Linked DNA regions of Sus scrofa: regions 2, 3, 4 and 5 are each linked to region 1. Evidence: chromatin contacts called from public Hi-C, HiChIP or PLAC-seq and promoter capture Hi-C data. All regions are on one chromosome and are shown on one strand. The core of a region is the stretch at or near the end of the contact, and the rest is flanking DNA. Distances in the headings are between cores, read along the strand shown. Region 1 holds the start of DUSP23 (dual specificity protein phosphatase 23). Region 2 holds the start of ACKR1 (atypical chemokine receptor 1 (Duffy blood group)). Region 3 holds the start of IGSF8 (immunoglobulin superfamily member 8). Region 4 holds the start of LOC100155243 (olfactory receptor 10J1). Region 5 holds the start of PIGM (GPI mannosyltransferase 1).

Region 1 (3,898 bases), core at 621-3,120:
GCCATCAGAAAGGAGTTTTTCTTTCTTTCTTTCTTTCTTTCTTTCTTTTTTTTTTTTTTTTTTTTTGGTCTTTTTAGGGCCAGATCCATGGCATATGGAGGTTCCCAGGCTAGGGGCTGAATCGGAGCTGTAGCCACTGGCCTTCACCACAGCCACAGCAACACCAGATCCAAGCTGCATCTACAACCTACACGCACAGCCCATGGCAACACTGAATCCTTAACCCACTGAGCAAGGCCAGGAATCAAACCAGCATCTTCAAGAATGCTGGTCAGATTCGTTTCCGCTGAGCCACGATGGAAACTCAGAGTTTTTCTTTCAATGTGAGGTTTCCTGGGCCCAAGACAGAAGCTCAATAGTATCCTTGTCAGTGAGACACAGACCAAGGCGGGGACCTGGGACCAAAACTGGAAGCCAGAGGCCAAGCAGCAGAGACAGGGGAGGAATTCCTACAAAAGAAGCCCAGGTGGGTGGATGGATGGACTTCGACCCCTGCAAAGGCTCACCGGGAAGCTCTGTCTCCTCCAGAAACATCTTCCCTCTGAGGATGGGCTGTGAGCTGGGTTTCAAGGAGGCCGGCAAAGGGCATAGAGTGGGTGGGGAGAGATGTGGAGGTTTTTCTCTGACAGTGGAGGGAGCCAAGAAAGGAGAGCCAGGCAAAGGAACTGAGAAAGGGTCACCCTGAAAGGAGCAAGGGCTGGGGTCTTGTCTCCAGGGGCCATGCAACCAGAAACCCCCGAGTGAGGGATTAAGAGAAGTTGCAGGGGGTTGGGGGTACAACTGGAGGCTGAAAGGCACAGTAGGAAGAGGGGAAAGGAATAACTTGGGATAGGCGAGAAAGAGTCACAGGGAGTTGTGTAGGAAATGGGAGTGCAGACAGGAAGGACTTAATCAGGGCTGTGATTGTCAGGAAGGGGAGGAAAGGGTTGATTTGACAGCTCCTGGAACGTGGGGAGAGTAGGTGCGGTAAAGCTTCAGAGTCGTCTGGGTAAAGGGTAAGTGCATTTTCCACAGGGTCAGAGCAGGCTTCAACCTTTGGGGGAAGAAAAATTCCTTTTCATTTTGCTGGAACCAAATGTGTGTCTCAGGGGGAGGTGGGGACAGAGGGAGGGAAGTCCATCTTCATGGCTAAGGAGCCGGGGCTTCGAATGACAGAGACCGTGGCTCAACCAGTCCAGCGGCTCACTAGCTATGTGTGCTTGGCCAAGGTAACCAACTTCTCTGAGCCTTAGATGACTCATGTGCAAAAGGGATACAAAAATACCTTCCCCTCTGAGGGTCTTCCAGAAAGTACCTGGCATAGGGCCTGGTACATAAGCAAATAAATTCACAAAAGTTAACTATTTTCATAATTATAATTAGTCTGCATCACTAGGAGCACATTGTTCAAATGAGGATATGAACCAGTCGGATCACAGCTAAGACATTGTGTTCACATCTAGTTCTCCACCTTTTATGAATGACAGATAAACTCAAGCTTCCCCAAGGAAGAGTGATTCAGAGCACCTGGAAATCAGGAGCTGTGAAGAGAAACTAAGAAATCCTGAAACCCGGCTAAGGGGTTTGAAGAGGGTTATGTAAAGAGGCAGTAATCTTCCATTTAACTTTAGAATACAATACCATTTTGATTCTGGAGCCAGGCTGCTCGGTTTCAAATCCGCCACTAGTCATCTCCTGGTCAAGTTCCTGGACTTCTCCAGAGCTTCAGTTTTCTCATCTGTAAGAGAGTTAATTTGCTTACCTACCTCAAAAGATTATTGACTAAATGAATAAGTTAATATATGTTAATTAAATAAGTCGTAATATATGTCAAATTAAATATGTAATTAAATAATATGTAAAGTACTTAGAATAATACCTGGCACACGGTAAATGCTCAGTTTATTGGTTCTCATGTTGTTATTATTATTTTAAATAATTACTATCCCGGGTAAGACTTCAGAGTACCAGATGGCTGCAACTCTCATTTTTAAAAACCAATTCCAGCAATGGAAAATGAGAACAGTTCCCTGTACAGATTCCCGCTTACTAGACGAGTTCATAAAATCACCAATAACGACTTGTCAGAGTCACTGAAGAGGAGGTTCCTCCCCCCAAAGCGGATGTAGATTTGCCATCTCATAAACCCTTGGGCATCCAATCTTGAAGACAGTAAGACAAGGACAGGCCCTTGGGCAGCAGGGAAGCTGGTCAGTGATGCAATAACGCCCTTCCACCGCCAGGGAGCAGCAGAGCCTGACCCCGGGCTCCTTACTCCACAGCAAACAATTCTGAATTCTCTCTAGGTTTTCCTGCTTGGCTGTTTGCATGGTCCACCAATCTCCAAGCGCACCGCAGCAGTAATCCCGCCCATTATTGATCATCCAGCCAATCAACTGGTGTCCTGCTTGGGGCCAGACCGGATCGCTCCTCTCAGTCTTCCGAGCTCAGCGTTCAGCGCCCTAGCCCCGCCCCTCAAGTGGCTCCACCAATCCCCCGCGGCGGAGCAGGGCGCACCCTAGGTCGAGTCCTGGAGACCACGTGGTCCCAGGAGGCGCCAGTGTTTGGTAGGCGGAGAGTTACCAGGCCCACGGACCGGAAGGGGGGGAGGGCGGAGCGGGACCGGCCGGCCTCGCCCCCTATGATCAGCTGTCTTGTGCCCTCTCCTAGCCATGGTCGTGCAGCCCCCCAACTTCTCGTGGGTGCTCCCCGGCCGGCTGGCGGGGCTGGCGCTGCCCCGGCTCCCCGCGCACTACCAGTTCCTGCTGGACCAGGGTGTACGGCACTTGGTGTCACTGACGGAACGCGGGCCTCCGCACCACGACAGCTGCCCCGGCCTCACCCTGCACCGACTGCGCATTCCAGACTTCTGCCCGCCAGGCCCAGAGCAGATTGACCGCTTCGTGCAGATCGTGGACGAGGCCAATGCCCGGGGAGAGGTCAGTGGGCGGGGTCAGCGCAGGGAGGGAGGGGCCTGGGAGGGGTCAGCGAGGACACGGGCAAAGCAGGGGAGGTCGCGGAAAGAGACTGGAGGAAGACCGGCTGACGGGGACAGAAAACAGGTGCAACCTAGACAAACGCGGAGGAGGGAGGGGTAAATGGAGAAAAGGAGATGAGTATAGAAAACGAAGAACCCCATAACGTGAGTTGACAGGCTTGGAAGAGACGGGGGTTGAAGTCAGGAGCTGGGTGAGCAGTCTCCAGAGTAAGGTTCTGCCCACATATAGTGGAGCTGCATTTTTTAAAAAGTTAAACAAGAAGCAGAAGAAATTCATTTTGATCATATAATTTAACCCAGTTAAGTCCGAAATATTATCATTTCAACGTGTAATCAATATAAAATAAATTCTTAACCAGATTTTTCATTCTTTGCTATCCCACATCTTTAAAACCTGGCTGTATTTTACAAGTGAGGGGCAGGAAAGTGGTGGGAGGACATCGGCCTCCACTTCCTCCAGCTCCCCCTTCACAGGCGGTGGGAGTGCACTGTGCCCTGGGCTTTGGCCGCACTGGCACCATGCTGGCCTGTTACCTGGTCAAGGAGCGGCGCCTGGCTGCAGGAGACGCCATCGCTGAGATCCGGCGCCTCCGACCCGGCTCCATCGAGACCTACGAGCAGGAGAAGGCAGTCTTCCAGTTCTACCAGCGAACTAAATAAGGGACCTCAGCTCCATTCTGCGGGGCCCCCATGGCCCTGACCTGTGCGTTAGATGGGGCCAGAGACATTCACGTGGACTAAAAGTGCTAATCCCTCCAGTGTCCAGCTGGGTCAAGAGACTAAAGTTGTTCTTCCTTCCCGGCAGGCAGGTCCTGGTAGGAGGGATGGCTGGAGCTGCATGGATGTTGGGGATTCCTCTGCTGCTGCCTTGAATAAATAAAGAACCAGCTCACATGGCATAGCACTTTACAAAGTGCTTCC
Region 2 (3,898 bases), core at 596-3,095, 500 kb before region 1:
AGCAGGGAGGGCATCGTGTATCTTTATAATCTTTCTAAACTCTCCTGTGCTAATCTCAGAGGGGCCACCCTCAATATATCTGGATTATCCGTGTCCTTGGGCTGCCTCCTTCTTGCTGCTCTTGCTCCCGGTGGGACCCGTGTGTATAAAGGCTGTTCTGCTGGGATCCCTGTGCCCCGCACTTTCGGGGGTGCCGCTGCCTGGCCAGGTGTCTCTGTATGGAAACCACGTAACTCTCCAAGGGAGAGAAGTGCGTTCACCCCTTTGGGCCGGGTCCTTGCTGTCTAGAAAGTTTGGGATGGGGCATCGGACTGTTCCCTGACGCCCTCTGCTGGCGGAGCTGGAGAAGGAGGCGCGCCCCCAGCATCATCCCAGGATGCTCCAGCAGACCCCCCAAGCTCCCTTTCTAGCCTCTGTCATGTTGAACCTGAAACAGGAGCGCCTATCCTGGGAGAAAAGGGGGCCATCTCCGCTAGGGAGCCATCCCTCTGCCCTTTGGCTTCCCCACTCCACCTCCAGGCGCCCCTCCATGCACAGGAAAAGCCCTTGGCAGAATGGGCACCAGCTCATCCCCAGCTTTCTCATCAAATGAAATAGCGTCGCCTAACCAACCCTCTATCTCATCTCATCCTTTCAACTCAGACACTCCGTGACTCGCCTCTTCCAGAGTCCAGGCGGAGGCTCCCCAAGTCAGGAAATAAAATGCAGGGTAGAGGCGGGAGGGAACCAAACAGCAGAGATCTTGTGAAAGCAGCGGGATGGTAGGGGGAAGGGGCTAAAAAGCAGAGAACAGCAGCTTAGGGGGAGCCTCCTGCCAGGTCCACTCCCTTTCTCCCTGCCAGCTGGGGGGACATAAAGTTCTTCTCCTCCACTGCAAGAAGCTTTACATCTTGCTGAGACACCAGGCCAATGTAGCAGTTCCAGAGACTTTATGTCCCCCAACAGAAATGTGAATGGAGATTACCCCATAGACAACAGTCCCATTATAAAATATTGTCCCATTGTCCCCCAGAGCCTGCTTTAACCTGTCACATCATGTGTTCTGCTTGGTATGGGAGATACACCCAATGTGCCCATAGATGGCTGGGCAAATGCCCAGTCACTCCCTGAAGTAGCTTCATTATGCAGCCTCGACAGCTGTCCCCCAGTCCTCCCTCGTCTCACACCCAAACACCCAGACCTGGAGATCAGCAGTACACACACCCTGATCCCTGCCTAAACCTAAAACTCAGATACGCTCCACATACTATACAACACACAGCCACACAGAGAAATAAGAACATTCTTACACCCGGACCAATACACAAAGCCCCCATCTGCATACCAATGGCTCAGGTTGTCGGCATCACATGGGTCCAGCCACAACCACCACCAACACTCCCTCCCACAAACACTGCTTTTGGACTATCTTTTCTTGGACCAAGTTCAAGGGAATGGAGAATCAGGGAGAGATGTAAGCTGCCCTTTCCCTCCAATTTCCCAGCACGTCTCTTGTCTCTGGCTCACACTTCACCTCTGGCCCCCTCTTCCTTCCTTGTGCTTGAAGAATCCCTTCTTGCTGGAAAACCCCCTGGCCTCTCAGCCTCTTTTCCCACCTTTGGGAAAATACCTACTTTCTGGTCCCCACCTTTTTCCTTTCCCGAGTACAGGCCCCCACTGGCAGAATCCAACCTCAAAACAGGAAGCCCTGGAGCCAGTGCCCCCAAGTTGTTCTGAGGCTCCCAGCAGGCAGTGGGCGTGAGGTAAAGACTTCCTGAATGCATCCCCCACCCCCAGCCCACCCCTTGGCCCTGCCCAGAGCCCATGGCCTTCATTAGCCCCTGGCACTTATCTTGGAACCACACCCCTGACAAAAGGATCCCAGCCCTTCTCTCTGCCGGCCCTGAGCCCAGCTGTGTCATGGGGAACTGTCTGCACCCGGTGAGTGTGGGGTTGAGCCCACCAGCCCCCATTCTCTGCCCCCTACTGCCCCTTCTGTCTGCCCCTAAGTCTGTACACCTCTCTCCTTCCCCCTTTGCCTCTCACCCTTGTTTTCCCTTCTCCCCTTACCCAGTCTCCTAGGCACCCCCATCATTTGCTTCCTCATTGGTTTCATCAGTTCTATCCAGGACCCCACCTCCCCTGGCCCCCCCAGTCCTGGTCTGATCCTCTCATTGCTTCTCTCTGACTCTTTTTCCTCCTGAGTCGCCCTGCCTTGTCCTCCCCCACCATCCCCTCTGCACCTGGTTCTCCCAAGCCCCCCCTTTTCCCACCATCCTTCTTTTCCACCTCTTGCCCTGAGTTCCCTGGAGTCTCTTCCATGGGGTGACTTGATGCTCTTATTGTCCCTTTTGAGGATGCCCGCCAGGTGGCTGGGGAAAATTCTACTTTTGAATTTGAAGAGGAGATGTGGGATGAATTCCTTGAGTCCTACAGTACAGACTATAACTACACCAACTTGGAAGCAGCTGCCCCCTGCCACTCCTGTAGCCTGCTTGACTACTCCTCGCGGCCCTTCTTCATCCTCGCCAGTATCCTGGGCACCCTGGCGAGTGGCGCTGTCCTCTATCTGCTGCTCAGACCTCTGTCCCGCTGGCGGCTCCAGCAGGACCGGTCTGTCCTGGTACAGTTGGCAGTGGGCAGCGCCCTCTTCAGCATCGTGCTGCCGGTCCTGACTCCGGAGCTGAGTGGAGCCGCCATCGCCTCCCTGTGCCACCTGGCCCACTTGGTGTCCTACAGCTCCGCCTTTGCCCAAGCTCTGCTGATAGGGAGCCAAGCCTGCCTGGGCCCCATGCTGGATGCAGGCCAGATCCCAGGCCTCAGGCTGGGGATCACTGTGGGACTTTGGGGAGGGGCTGCCCTACTGTCACTGCCAATCACCCTGGCCAGTGACACATCCCATGGGTTCTGCACCCCGACATTTAGTGGAAGTTGGGAAATTTTGCGGTATATCCACGCTGCTGCTTGTCTTGCCATCTTTGTCTTGTTGCCCCTGGGCTTGTTGGGAGCCAAGGGGCTGAAGAAGGTGCTGGGTGGGGGGCCCTGTCCCTGGGTTAATATCCTGTGGGTCTGGTTCATTTTCTGGTGGCCTCAGGGCATAATGCTGGGACTAGACTCCCTCGTGAGGTCCAGGGCCTTGCTGTTGTCATCATGTGTGGCCCAGCAGGCCCTGGACCAGCTGCTGGACCTGGCGGAAGCCCTGGCCATTCTGCACTGTGTGGCTACACCCCTGCTCCTGGCCTGGGTCTGCTACCAGGCCATGCACACCTCCCCGCCCTCCCTGCCTCTCTCGGCAAAAGAGTCTGCTCATCTGGACACCCTTGGAGGCAAATCCTCGCTCTCTTACCACCTGTCAACCTGAATTAAAGTCTCCGCTGTTTTTATGAAGCTGGCGGTTTCTTATTTTGTCTGGGGATGTAGAGGAGAGGGAGGAGAATGGAGAGAGAGAGACATTTTCACGCCAGACTTTCCTGCCAGCGTCTGGTTCTCTAGCTGGCCTGGGGAGAAAGTGAATGATGTGCAAACATCCTCCGGGCACACAGATGTTCTCTTGAGGTGTGGGGTTACTGCCATCTCAAGCGGGAAGATTGGTGGGGGTTGGGGGGGGAACTAGAATATGAGCAGAGCTGCTAAACCTAAAAAACTCCAAGAGATGGCTTAGCAAGTAAAGAAAGAAGAGAAGCTGCCGCAGAGAGGAAATGAAATTGCAGAGAAGTTGGAGAGAGAAAAACAGGGAAGAATGAAATTGAGCCCAGAGCATGACCCCCCCTCCCCTTGCCGTACCCCCACCCCCATCCCTGCCAGGCCTGTCCAGCCTTCCTCTCTGCCTTCTGCCTGCCTTCCCTCTCCCTGTTGGCTTTGCTTAGAGATGGGGGGTGGGAGGAAGGTTGAGGGAAGGTGGAGAGAAGCAATCTAAGGT
Region 3 (3,898 bases), core at 398-2,897, 330 kb after region 1:
GAAGAACAGGGTCTTGCTTTGGAGTCAGATGGATGGGGGTCAAATCTGAGCCTCAACATTCATCACATGGGTTGTCTGGGGAAAGTTACTTCATTTTCCTCATCTTCAAAATGAAAGTAAGCGCCCCTGTGTGCAGTGGGTATTCAGCAGGCTCTTCTGTCTCCGCATCACACTTCCCCTGGGCTCCTCTCTGCTCCACGCTGCCCACTGGGGAAAACGGGCTGAGTGCTAGGCAACCAGGCTGTGCAGCTCCTTCCTCTGTACCTCCTCCTGCCTCCCCCAAGGAGACGACTCATTCTAGTCCCATAGGACCCAGGGACCTATGTCGTACAGGGAGGCTGCTCGGCACTGTGATAGAGCTCTGATCTAGAAACAAGTGGCTGGGGCTACGTCAGCCTCTGCGGTAACTATGGCAGCTCCGAATCCTGGCACCAAAGCCACCCCCCCAACCCCGTGCTCTTATTTCAAGGGTCTCAGTTTCCTGAACATCTGTACAAGCAGTCTCACGGTACTCCTCCCCAGACTGCCCCTACAGGGAGCCTCCTCCAGTTCAGGCCCAAAACATTTCCACCGGCACTGCCTGCATGCATCTGTGCAGCAATGGCCCAGGACACCCCACCGAGAACACGCACAACAGCCACAAGGGCGCTTGGAGATCTCAGCATCAGTCTCCACAGAGCCTGTTTTCTCCAGAGGCAGAGAAGCTGGGACTAAGAGGGTGTGACAACCAGTGGGAGGCTACAGACCCAAGGGACATCTAGGAGAGGAAAAGAGGGGCAAAGGGAGACCTGGTCCAGGATAGAGATGGAACTGCCCTCAACTTTTGATGAAGTTGAGGTGGGGGATGCAATTAGGGGAGACTTCCTTCAAAGAGCGTGGGCAGAACCCGCCCCTGGGCCTCCAGCCAACTCAGGCAATTACGGAGATGGGCAGGCACTGCCTACGCAGGCGAGCTTCAGGCTGGGCCTGGAGCTGAGTGTGAGGCGGTGGAGTCGCAGCATTTGGGCGCAGCGACCCCAAGACCTGAGCATGCCAGCTAAGAAGTGGGACCTGCTCCTCTGAGGCCAGGAGGTCCCTGGGGGTGGCACCTCTTTGGGTTCTCACTGTGCCCCAGCCCAGGGCCTAGAACTGGGGGAGCCTTCAATCCCCGCCTGCCACCCCACTCGCCGCCCGCCCCAAGACTGGCTCGGCCGGCGGCCTCACAGGGCAGCTAAGCGCCAGGCCCGGCGAGGCTGATGGAGAGGCGGGTGCGAGGGGCTCCGAAGTGCTGGGGAGTCGGGCAGGATTGGACACCAGGTAGCAGGCACCTGCCGGGCGGGGCTGGGAGCCGGGCTTACCCAGCATTAGCAGCAGCAGCGGCGGCGGCGGCGGCTTGGGACCGAGGGCGCCCATCCTGCGCAACGAGCTCTGGGGAGGCTCTGGGGGGCGGCTCGGGTTCTGGGTGGCCGGGGGCTCAGGGGGCGCATGCCCGGGTGAGGGGCACCAAGCGGAGCAGCGAGGCGTGGGTGCGCGGAGCTGAGCGGAGCGGAGCGGGAGCAGCCTAGGCCCCTCCTTTTTCCCTCCTCCCCCTGCCCTTCCTCCTCCTACTGCTGTGCCTCCAGCCTCTGCAACTGGAAAGACCATTCCCGCCCGGCCTTACCCAGGCTCCGCCCCGACCTCGGCTCCCGCCCCCGCCTAGCCCCGCCCGGGTCCCCAATCCCGCCCCGACCCCTCCAGACCCTGGCCCCGCTCAGATCCCTGGGTGTGTCTGGACCCTAGTCCTGGACCTCCGCCCGGACTCCGCCCGCCCCCGTTCAGGCTCCGCCCCGCTATCCAGCTCCTCCCTGACCCCGATCCAGGCCCGCCCCCCTGGGTCCTGGCTCCGCCCCGACCCCAGCCCACGGAAGCCGGCTGCACCTGGGTTTAGCCACATCCACGTCAGCTTGGCAGGTTGTACTCGTACCCTGCACTTTTCGGCTTTTCCCTGAGGATTTGGGTGCAGGGGCCCCTGGGGTCAATGAGGTGACTGCGGCTGCACACTTAGAATCAAGCTCTTTTCCCGGAGCCTCTACGCCTCGCGGCCAACCCTGCCGAAATGGGGAAGGGCGGGACCTTGGAGTTATGGAACTAGGAGGATCTGGGCTCAAGGACGCTCCATGGCTTCGCAAGGTCACTGGAGACCTGTTTGCCACCCCCTCGGGGCAGAACCAGAGGAAGTGAGTTAGAAGGGTTGGCCGGCTGGGTTCCGTCACTTCCTGGTTGGCGATCCTAGTCAAGTTGCTCAACCTCCTCCAGCCTGTTTTCATGTTGGCAAATTGAAGTGGATGACGTCCACCCCAAAGGATTTTTGTGACGTTAATTGAGATAATGTACCAAGGTGCTTGGCACAGGATAACACTAAATAGGAGATGGGGGGGGTTGAATTATTTAAACTGTTGCTGTGAGGTTTAGTTCAGACCGAAAGAGAGGGTGAGCTTGGGGTTTAAGCGAAGGAGCCCCTAGGTCCAGTGAAGAGAAATGGACAGCACTCTGCACTGGGAGGAGTGGGGCCTGCCCCAGAGGTGGGAGGTTGGAAAAGACTTCTTTCCTGGGAACTCTGTCTCTTCCTCAACTATAAAAAAGTGGGGGAGTTCCTGTTGTGGTGCAGTGGAAACGAATCCGACTAGGAGCCATGAGGCTGTGGGTTCGATCCCTGGCCTCTCTCAGTGGGTTGAGGATCTGGCATTGCCATGAGCTGTGGTGTAGGTCGAAGATGCGGCTTGGATCTGATGTTGCTGTGGCTGTGGTATAGGCCAGCAGCTGTAGCTCGGATTGGACCCCTAGCCTGGGAACCTCCATATGCTGTGGGTGCAACCCTAAAAAGCTAAAAAAAAAAGGGATGTGGGGAGGATCTGGAAGGGTGGGGTCAGAAAGGGGAAAGGGACAGCCAGGATGTCCAAGTGGCCATCCACAGGGACTAACCCCAGAGCTTTCATCCTCAAACTTCCATCTGTCCCCACTCATCCCCCAACCCTTTCACTCACTCCGATTTACAGAAGAGGAAACAGGCCCCGAGAGAGGAAGTGGCCCAAGGCAGACCAGATCTTCCTTGACTTTCTCTTCCCTGATCCTGGCACAGTGCCCGATGAGATGAGGTGCTCAGTTGAAGCCATATTCAAGAATCCTGGAGAGGAGTTCCCATTATGGCTTGGTGGTTAACAAATCCGACTATGAACCATGAGGTTGTGGGTTCGATCCCTGGCCCTGCTCAGTGGGTTAAGGATCCGGCATTGCCATAAGCTGTGGTGTAGGTTGCAGACGTGGCTCCGATCCCGCGTTGCTGTGGCTCTGGCGTGGGCTTGGCAGCTACAGCTCCAGTTAGACCCCTAGCCTGGGAACCTCCATATGCCGCTGATGCAGCCCTAGAAAAGGCAAAAAAACAAAAAAAAAAAAAAAGAATCCTGGAGAGACCAGAGAAATTCTGAATCAAAATGCTGTCAACCCTTGAGGGAATCAGAGGTCCCCCCTCCCCTCTCAATACTTCTAGGAATGGCCTAGGAACAGGACTCCAGGGTCTCTTTTTCCCCCTATTTTGGCATACCTGCAGCCTGATTTCTCCAGATTCATTTCTTTTAAGCTCATCCACAGGCCAGATTGAGCTGTGTGAAAGCCGAAAAGTGTAGGGAAGCGTTTGGAGGAAAGTCACTCTCCCTTTATTTAGGGGTGGAGTGGACATAATGCCTTCGTGATGCTTGAGAGATGAGAGATGTTGCCCATCTTCATCATCATCATAGATGCCACTTATGGGACATGCTGATCTTAAAAATAAAATAACAAGCTCTTGGAGTTCCCATCGTGGCTCAGTGGTTAACGAATCCAACTAGGAACCATGAGATTGTGGGTTCGATCGCTGGCCCTGCTCAGTGGGTTAAGGATCTGG
Region 4 (3,898 bases), core at 677-3,176, 290 kb before region 1:
GGGCTTAGTGCTCGTGGGCTAAATTTAATTTATTGCAGTATAACAGCTCTCGCCACAGCTGGGGAAGGTCTTCATAAGGTTGTGTTTGCTCTTCCTTTCCTTGGAAGAATTATTGGGTCCCCAGGGCAGAGGATGCTAACCGGGTGATAGCAGCCATACTTCTACCTCAAGACAGATAGACTTCAGCCAGATTGGACGTCGCTCTAGCATAGGATTTCTCAGGAGAAGCCCTGCTGGAATTTCGAATAGGACAATTTTCCCTTGGATGGGAATATCACATGTATTGCAGGACACAAAGAACCATTAATTGTAAGCAGCACCCATGTTCATCATTATCACAATCAAAAGCTCTGACACACATTTTTTATTTCATGGTAGAGGTGCCACCCTGCCCCATGGCTGGACCACTGCCTAGTTTATGCCTAGGGGCCGCACAGAAGATAAATGTCTTTAGCCACATATTTGAGTGTCAAATGATTTTCCCTATTGGGAAATATTTTCTGTTGTACCTTTACTCTCTTTTAGCTTTCCTAGTATAAATGATTAATAGCTGGTTGCCACCGTCTCTTAAATAATTTTTTATAAACTTGAAGGAGGTCTCTATGCCTACTAACCTTCACCACTGATGTGATTTACTTTATGCAAAAAGGCTTTTTCTGAATATGCATAAGGAAATCAGAATATAATTTAAACACCCTCCAGGAGCTTACTGTCTAAAGGGACAAAAATGTGAAATATTACATGAATTGGGCTGAGCTCCATCCTTCCACAAAATGATGTATCTTTCATGTAATTCTATTCTTTATATTCAGGGTCTGCATTTGCTTTAGATGAGGGACACTTGAGTTTGCTGCATCTGCCCTGGTACAACTGTTTACCTCTGCAGAACAGGTGTATGCCTACTTACAACATGGTATGGGCTGTAAATTTGCCTTATAGTTAGAGAAGATGAAGACATAGCATAGTTTACACTATATGTGAGTCAGGGCTGTGAAGTGCCCGTCAACTTCCATCATTCAGACAGCCATGGGGAGAAGACATAATTGGTTAAGAGTCACCTTTTCCTTCCTGAAAACAGGATGAACCTTTCTGTGTCTGCTTTGCTACTGCTTCCTAAATGATGTGGAAGCGGATGACTCACAGTCTTGAAATAAAAGAAGTCTCCAGTCAGTCCCTAAACAAAGTGTTCTCAAGCATCAAATTCATACATACATCATCTTGAGCTCGTGAGACATACAGACATAAAAGGTATAAAGCCAAAGAATGTTTGTACTGAGGAGGGCTGACAATAATCCAAATAAACACGAAAATTTCAGAGTAAAACATGTGTTGATGGAAGCTTTGAAGAATAAGGATGATTTTTTTTTTTTTTTTTTTTTTTTGTCTTTTGTCTTTTCAGGGCCGCACCTGCAGCATATGGAAGTTCCCAGGCTAGGGGTCGAATCGGAGCTGTAGCCACCAGCCTACACCAGAGCCACAGCAACTTGGGATCCGAGCTGTGTCTGCAACCTACATCACAGCTCATGGCAACGCCAGATCCTTAACCCACTGAGCAAGGCCAGGGATCGAAGCTGCAACCTCAGTCCCCGGTGGGATTCATTTCCGATGCACCACGACGGGAACTCCAAGATGATTTAAATAAGAGGAAGAAGGAGTTCCCATTATGGCTCAGCAGAAATGAATCTGACTACCATCCATTAGGACACAGGTTGCATCCCTGGCCTCACTCAGTGGGTTAAGGATCCAGCGTTGCCGTGAGCTGTGGTGTAGGTTGCAGACACAGCTCAGATCCCATGTTGCTATGATTGTGGCGTAGACTAGCAGCTACAGCTCTGATTTCACCCCTAGCCTGGGAACCTCCACATGCTGCGGGTGCAGCCCTAAAAAGACCAAAAAAAAAAAAAAAAAAAAAAAAAGGTCTTCCACATGACAAGGAGAAAGAGTAACTTTAAATGGGAATGCACATAATTATATAGTGGGGGGGGGAAAGCTTTTATGATTCTGGGATGCCTTGCATAGGAAATTTTAACAGAGGGCTACAGAACAAAAATATTTTAAGCAGAATTAAGTAAACCCAGGGATTAGCTTTAATCCACTGGGAACAAATTCAATCAATTTCAGAACTGTGATTAAACTGCTTTCCTGAAATCATGTAACTTTCATTCTTCTACATTTCAGATTTAGTGGCCACTCAATGAAGAGAGAGAATCACACTCTCACCACTGAGTTTTCTCTCCAAGGTTTCTCCAGCTTCCAAGAGCACCAGCTCACTCTTTTTGTGGTGTTTCTTGCACTGTACATCTTAACCCTCGCAGGTAATATAGTCATCGTGACAATTATCCACATTGATCATCATCTCCACACTCCCATGTACTTCTTCCTCAGCATGCTGTCCACTTCGGAGACTATATACACATTGGTCATTCTCCCAAGGATGCTGGCCAGCCTTGTGGGTGTGAGCCAGTCCATCTCATTGGCAGGTTGTGCCACACAGATGTTCCTGTTTGTAACCTTTGGGATCACTAACTGCTTCCTGCTGACAGCAATGGGGTATGACCACTACGTGGCCATTTGCAATCCCCTGAGATACACGGTCATGATGAACAAGAGGGTGTGCGTCCAGCTGGTGGGGGGGGCCTGCAGCATTGGGCTGATTGTGGCCATGACACAGGTGACATCTGTCTTCAGGTTACCTTTCTGTGCTGCAAAGGTGGCCCACTTCTTCTGTGACATTCACCCTGTGATGAAGCTCTCCTGCATCGACACCACTGTCAATGAGATCCTGACGCTGATCATCAGTGTTTTGGTGCTGGTGGTGCCGATGGCTCTGGTTTTCATCTCCTACGTCCTCATCATCTCCACCATCCTCAAGATCGCCTCAGCCGAGGGCCGGCAGAAAGCCTTTGCCACATGTGCCTCCCACCTCACTGTGGTCGTTGTCCACTATGGCTGTGCCTCCATTGCCTACCTCAAGCCCAAGTCAGAGAACACCAAGGATCAGGACCAGCTGATCTCAGTCACCTACACTGTCATCACCCCCCTACTGAACCCTGTGGTGTACACCCTGAGGAACAAAGAAGTCAAGGATGCTTTGTTGCGGGTCATTGGCAGGAAGCTTTCCTGACAACTTGGGAGCTGTTCTTCTGAGGCTCCGAGCACCTACTCTAAGCAGGAACATGAGGGGTAGAGCCACATGTCCTTAGCTGCCAGAGACCTGGCCCAGAAGGAGGCAGTGAAGAGAGGAACAGTAACAGCATTCAACTGGGAGCCTGAGCGCTTTAAATAAAGCCCCTGAATAAAGTGTTAGCCTTGTTTTTGCGGATAATTAGACAAACAGGGACAGGATATGCCTCAAGAAAAGGTCAATGGTAGTGTAAGCCAAGGATTTCCATTGACCTTTTGGTTTCCTTATGGCTCTCCACTTAATGAAGACAACAGAGAGTCCCTTAGGGAAAAAAAAAAAAAGCAGAATCCAGGATGTTCATTCTTCCCTGCAATCCCTTCCATCCTACTTAAGAGCATTAGAATTTCTCAAACTGGAGTCCCTGTTGGAATCTGTTTGTACATGACATATCAAGTAATAAATCACTGTGTGGACAGGAAAAGTGGCCTCACAATGAGATAGCCCAGGGGAAATACGTTTCCTCTCCCAGCTGCTTTAATTCATCTCGGTTTCCAGCAAAACTGCTTAGTAAAGATGGTGACCACAGACAATTTAATTAGAGGTCCTTGCAATTCCAAATCTTGTCAGCCACATTAACAGCCATTTGAGGGCACATTCCAAGATCCTCTCGGGTCAGTTCGGCTGCTGTTAATTCAGAAAGCATGTAATGAACGAGGGAGGCTCTGTGCTGAATCCTGGGGAAAGATGCCTTCAAAAAGCTCAGAGTCTAGCGGC
Region 5 (3,898 bases), core at 924-3,423, 260 kb after region 1:
AAATGAAGTTATAAAACAAACATATGAAACATGATTACAATTTAAATTATTTGGATTCTTTATCTTTCAAGCCCCCACTTTTAATAAAAAATAACTTTCCCCAACTTAAGCAAGTTATATTATTTAACACTTTATAGCTAAAAGCTGTACTTTAGGAACATTTTATAAGTCATCAGGAAAGCTTTAGAAAGAAAAAGTGGGGGTTAAAAGACAAGACAGCTTCAGATAGCACCAGAGTATAATGAAACAAATACTGGCTTAGATTTGAGTATATTCCTCTATTTTTCTACAAAAAACCCTTGACCATCTGATAATTTCATCAGCCTTTCCATTTCCAAACTACTAGCTTTTCCTTCCCATCATGTTCCAGATAAATGAGCCCTGAGATTTCCTAAAAGGTGGACCTCAATTGAGTCCCTTTTATAGCTAAGGCAAGCATTCATTTAAATTTGTTGGAATAGTATTTTATACTCCACACTGAACTTTCACTAGAGAGCTTAGAATGCTCAAATGTTTTCTGTGGTTTTTTTTGTTTTTGTTTTTGTTTTTTTCTTTCTCAAAAGCTCTCTCTGGTCCATTCAGAACAATCAGAATATAATAGATCCAAGTCGCAGAAGAACTGGAGCATCTCTATCAGTCATATTTGGTTGTGTCTGTCCAGGGTTTCTTCTGGTAATGGGAAATAATTTGAATTAGAATATAACAGTTGATAAGGAGGAAGAACAAACCAGCTAACCAGATGAAAACAAAGGTGTTCTTTCCTTGAAACTCTAGAACATAAGCAGGAGCCAGCCATAAGGCCTGCCCTATGAACCATAACATTAGAAGGACCACAGCTCTTCTCCAAGACATCCTCACTAGTGGCATCACAAGGGGCAATAGGCAGAGGTACCAAAGAAAGTACTGGGAGGTGCAGACTTTGTTAAATGTCACAAAAATGGACGTATGTAGAAAACAACAAAAGACAAGGTCTCTGTAATACGCGAAAGACACTGCTAAAAGCAAGATTAACTGTGGCAGGAATGCAGCGATTCCCAGGGGAAAACTCCACTTGCTCTCTGCAGTCAAATACAGCATGTAGAAGTATGGAGAGAAGTTGTGGCGGATATCCCGTCTGGTCAGGTGATACAGGTAGGTGTGCTCCAAAAACTCCCAACCATATTTGTAGTAAAAACCGAAGCTCAGGGCAAAAAATGTAAGTCCAGCAACCGCTGCGAAGAGCAGCACAGCCCGATTACACAGCCTCTTCAGGAATTGGAACAAGCGAGCGTGGAAAGAATACCGGGATTGACGGAGGTCTTCTTCACGGTCGCGTTCCGGGAGTAAGTGGAGGGCTATGGGAAGGATATAGGTCACTGGATACATCTTCAAATGCACTGCGAAACCATAGAATACAGCGGCACGCGCGACGAATTTTTTTTCTATTAGGTACAAGGCCATAAGCACCAGGGAGGCGACGATCGAGTCCGCATTGCCTCGGCTGGACACCGCCATAGGTAGGGGGTTAAGAAGCCAAAAGACACAGTAACCGCAAGCCTGACGTTGGCCCAGCCCCTTAAGCAGCAGCAGACGGTATAAGAGGAAGGCGGTGAGGAGGTCGAAGCTGATGAAGAGAAACTTTCCAAAGAGTTCACTAACATAGATGTTGGGAGTGAGAAGCCACCCCAGCAGCGGTGTGTAACGGTAGGTCGCCCTCAGGTAAGGGGAGCGCCCTTCCGTCACGAAGCGCGCGGCGTCCGTGAAGACCTGGTAGTCGATGTCTGTGTACTTCACGAGCAGGGTCCGGTCCTGGAAGACCCCATAGAAAACCAGGGCCACTCGCGCAAGGAAGGCCACACCAAATACCCCGGAGGGGGACACCCGCAGGTTCAGGAACCACTCTCCCCAGTGCGTGGCCGAGCCCATGGTCTGACTGCACCACAGCAGCGCAGCCCCAAATCCAAACTGCCTTCAAAGGGACGTCTGACTCTGGCTTCCGTTCCTTGTCTCACACTATTCGTACATCTCCTACCAACTAGGCTGCTGAAACATCTCCTACAATCTCTTACCGAAACATCTGCCTAGCGACCACTTCCGACAGGAAGGCCCGCCCCCGTTTTGCTTCCGGTCGCACGGCGGGCGGTGGGTTTTCAGTGGCCTAGCGGGAGAATTACCTTCCTCTGGATTGGCTGTCTCCCTTCCGCTCGTCCTCCAGCGGGGGAGGGATTTCCGGTCCTTGAGAAAGACGACTTCCGCTTGCCGGGAGGGCAGGCGGGGGGTGGTGTTTTTACGGAGTTCCGCGAGCGTTATTTGTGAATGTCCCCTGCCCCTCACGCCTACTTCCTCAGCCCCAACTCCGTTTACAGACTGACCCCTGAAGCGGAGCGAGCTTCTAGCTGCATACCTCAGGCCTGGGCCGGAGACCCACGGGTGAAAAAACATGAGTGAAGAAAAAAAAAACCTGTTTGGTGTCTCATGCTTTACCTAGCCCTCTCTAGGGTAATCCTGGGGGGTGCGGGGAGGCGAGTTGTGGGCTATGAGGGGGCTGGGATAGGATGAATGGAAGGGGGTCCGGAGTGTATGCAATGTAGGGGACATACTTATAGGTTGATAATATTAGTTTTTTAATCTAAATTTGAATTCAGTTGGGCAGCCTGTATTTTAACCGGCTGCCCTTGGAGGGATGGGAAGGGAGAACAGGAATTTTCATAGAGTTCTTAAACTGCCATACCCTCAAGCCTCAGGGTCGTTCTATTTGCTATTCCTTCTGTAATCCTTGCCTTCCCCTCCCCTGTCGCTCCTTCAGGCCTCAACTGTTGACTCCTAAAAGCATATCCTGCTCTCAGCTCACTTTTTCATCACGCACTCAGATGCCATTCCTCCCCACTAACTGGGGGTAAACGGAAGAAGGTGGAGAGGCTGTCAGCTCACTCACGCAGACACCCCTGCCCAGTATATGTGGAGTCCTGTCCAGTGCCTGCTCTCCCACAGCTCCAAAATTCTCTTTTGGAATGAACATTCCTATATTATAATTTGTTACTGATAACTGATTTTTTTTGTTTCACTTTCCCAGTTTTCCATCAGGAGACGTTGAGTTCTTTGAGAGCAGAGATTATCTTGTTCTTTTCTGTACTTCAGGATGTAACACATGATCAGACTTGTAGTAGGCACTCAGCAAAACCTGAATTGATGTTTCGATTTTCCTCTTACCAGAATACCTCTGGAGTGGCATCCTTGGGGTGTTCCCAACTTTTCTCTTTCAAATATCCTTTATCTATCTCAAGTTCTGCCCTCTTCTCCAGTCCCCCTACTTCCATGAGTTTCTCACCAAGGACCTTAACCCATTAGCTCTTTCCCTTCTGTGGGCATTTATTCCATTTATAGTCTGCATTGTAGAATTGCTGTGTTTACTTAAGATTGTATTTGTAACCCTTTAAATAAGATTGTAAGGGTTTTGAGGTTAGGGATTATAGTTACCCTTAATTTTAGTTACTCATAACTGAATGTGCAGTGTTAGGCACATGGTAAATGTTCAATAAATACTGGCTGACTGACTTACTTGATTTTACACATTGATCCTTCTTCCTAGGGAAAGTCTTGTAGACCAGCATAAGGAGAGTAGATGACTCCATCCAGTTTGTACATTTAGCTCCCAGGACTACTTTCCATTTGTTATATAATTTATGTTTATCTTTTGGATGAACCATGTTAAGCTCACACATTGCATATTCATATTCTGATATCTCGTTGTCTTTATATGTGCCTTCGTATAATTATATGCCTTATGTTGATCATTACTTTTTTTTTTTTTTTTTTTGCTTTTTAGGGCTGCGCCTGTGGCATATGGAGGTTCCCAGGCTAGGGGTCGAATCGGAGCTGTAGCCGCCAGCTTATGCCACTGCCACAGTAACATCAGATC

Evidence for each region. Promoter capture Hi-C pulls out the DNA fragments that hold promoters and counts their contacts. Hi-C and Micro-C count contacts between places; a contact is called where the count stands out from the background. HiChIP or PLAC-seq counts read pairs in DNA pulled down with a chosen protein or histone mark.
Region 2: a contact with region 1 is called in a promoter capture Hi-C map of fetal liver, with 3 times the contacts expected there. The contact joins the promoter of ACKR1 here to the promoter of DUSP23 in region 1. A contact is called at or near these places in 2 of 5 promoter capture datasets (fetal liver and liver), 5 of 47 Hi-C or Micro-C datasets (embryonic fibroblasts, epiblast stem cells, mesenteric adipose tissue and 2 more) and 2 of 2 datasets of contacts at active chromatin or transcription factors (alveolar macrophages and skeletal muscle).
Region 3: a Hi-C map of liver shows a contact between it and region 1, with 5 times the contacts expected there. The contact joins the promoter of IGSF8 here to the promoter of DUSP23 in region 1. A contact is called at or near these places in 1 of 5 promoter capture datasets (liver) and 2 of 47 Hi-C or Micro-C datasets (heart right ventricle and liver).
Region 4: an H3K27ac HiChIP or PLAC-seq map of skeletal muscle shows a contact between it and region 1, with 5 times the contacts expected there. The contact joins the promoter of LOC100155243 here to the promoter of DUSP23 in region 1. A contact is called at or near these places in 2 of 5 promoter capture datasets (fetal liver and liver), 2 of 47 Hi-C or Micro-C datasets (liver and retroperitoneal adipose tissue) and 1 of 2 datasets of contacts at active chromatin or transcription factors (skeletal muscle).
Region 5: a contact with region 1 is called in a promoter capture Hi-C map of liver, with 4 times the contacts expected there. The contact joins the promoter of PIGM here to the promoter of DUSP23 in region 1. A contact is called at or near these places in 3 of 5 promoter capture datasets (fetal liver, fetal skeletal muscle and liver), 1 of 47 Hi-C or Micro-C datasets (blood) and 2 of 2 datasets of contacts at active chromatin or transcription factors (alveolar macrophages and skeletal muscle).

Annotation. Positions count from the first base shown.
Region 1 is chr4:90,720,647-90,724,544 of Sscrofa11.1, reverse strand. DUSP23 (dual specificity protein phosphatase 23) reads left to right here and starts at 1,870. Exons shown (of 2, transcript XM_021089591.1): 1 at 1,870-2,918; 2 at 3,452-3,890. The coding sequence starts at 2,652. The coding sequence ends at 3,637. It overlaps LOC110260311 (a long non-coding RNA gene), which reads right to left and starts at 2,193. Exons shown (of 4, transcript XR_002343382.1): 1 at 1,859-2,193; 2 at 1,621-1,717.
Region 2 is chr4:91,223,557-91,227,454 of Sscrofa11.1, reverse strand. ACKR1 (atypical chemokine receptor 1 (Duffy blood group)) reads left to right here and starts at 1,845. Exons shown (of 2, transcript NM_001244095.1): 1 at 1,845-1,920; 2 at 2,336-3,366. The coding sequence starts at 1,900. The coding sequence ends at 3,340. CADM3 (cell adhesion molecule 3) reads left to right here. Exons shown (of 9, transcript XM_003481427.4): 9 at 1-93.
Region 3 is chr4:90,391,363-90,395,260 of Sscrofa11.1, reverse strand. It overlaps IGSF8 (immunoglobulin superfamily member 8), which reads right to left and starts at 1,647. Exons shown (of 7, transcript XM_003481424.4): 1 at 1,338-1,647. The coding sequence starts at 1,623.
Region 4 is chr4:91,014,773-91,018,670 of Sscrofa11.1, reverse strand. LOC100155243 (olfactory receptor 10J1) reads left to right here and starts at 1,926. Exons shown (of 1, transcript XM_001929130.2): 1 at 1,926-3,898. The coding sequence starts at 2,195. The coding sequence ends at 3,124. The region is part of intron 1 of LOC100520241 (olfactory receptor 10J1-like); the gene reads right to left.
Region 5 is chr4:90,459,782-90,463,679 of Sscrofa11.1, reverse strand. PIGM (GPI mannosyltransferase 1) reads right to left here and starts at 2,173. Exons shown (of 1, transcript XM_003355104.4): 1 at 1-2,173. The coding sequence starts at 1,905. The coding sequence ends at 634.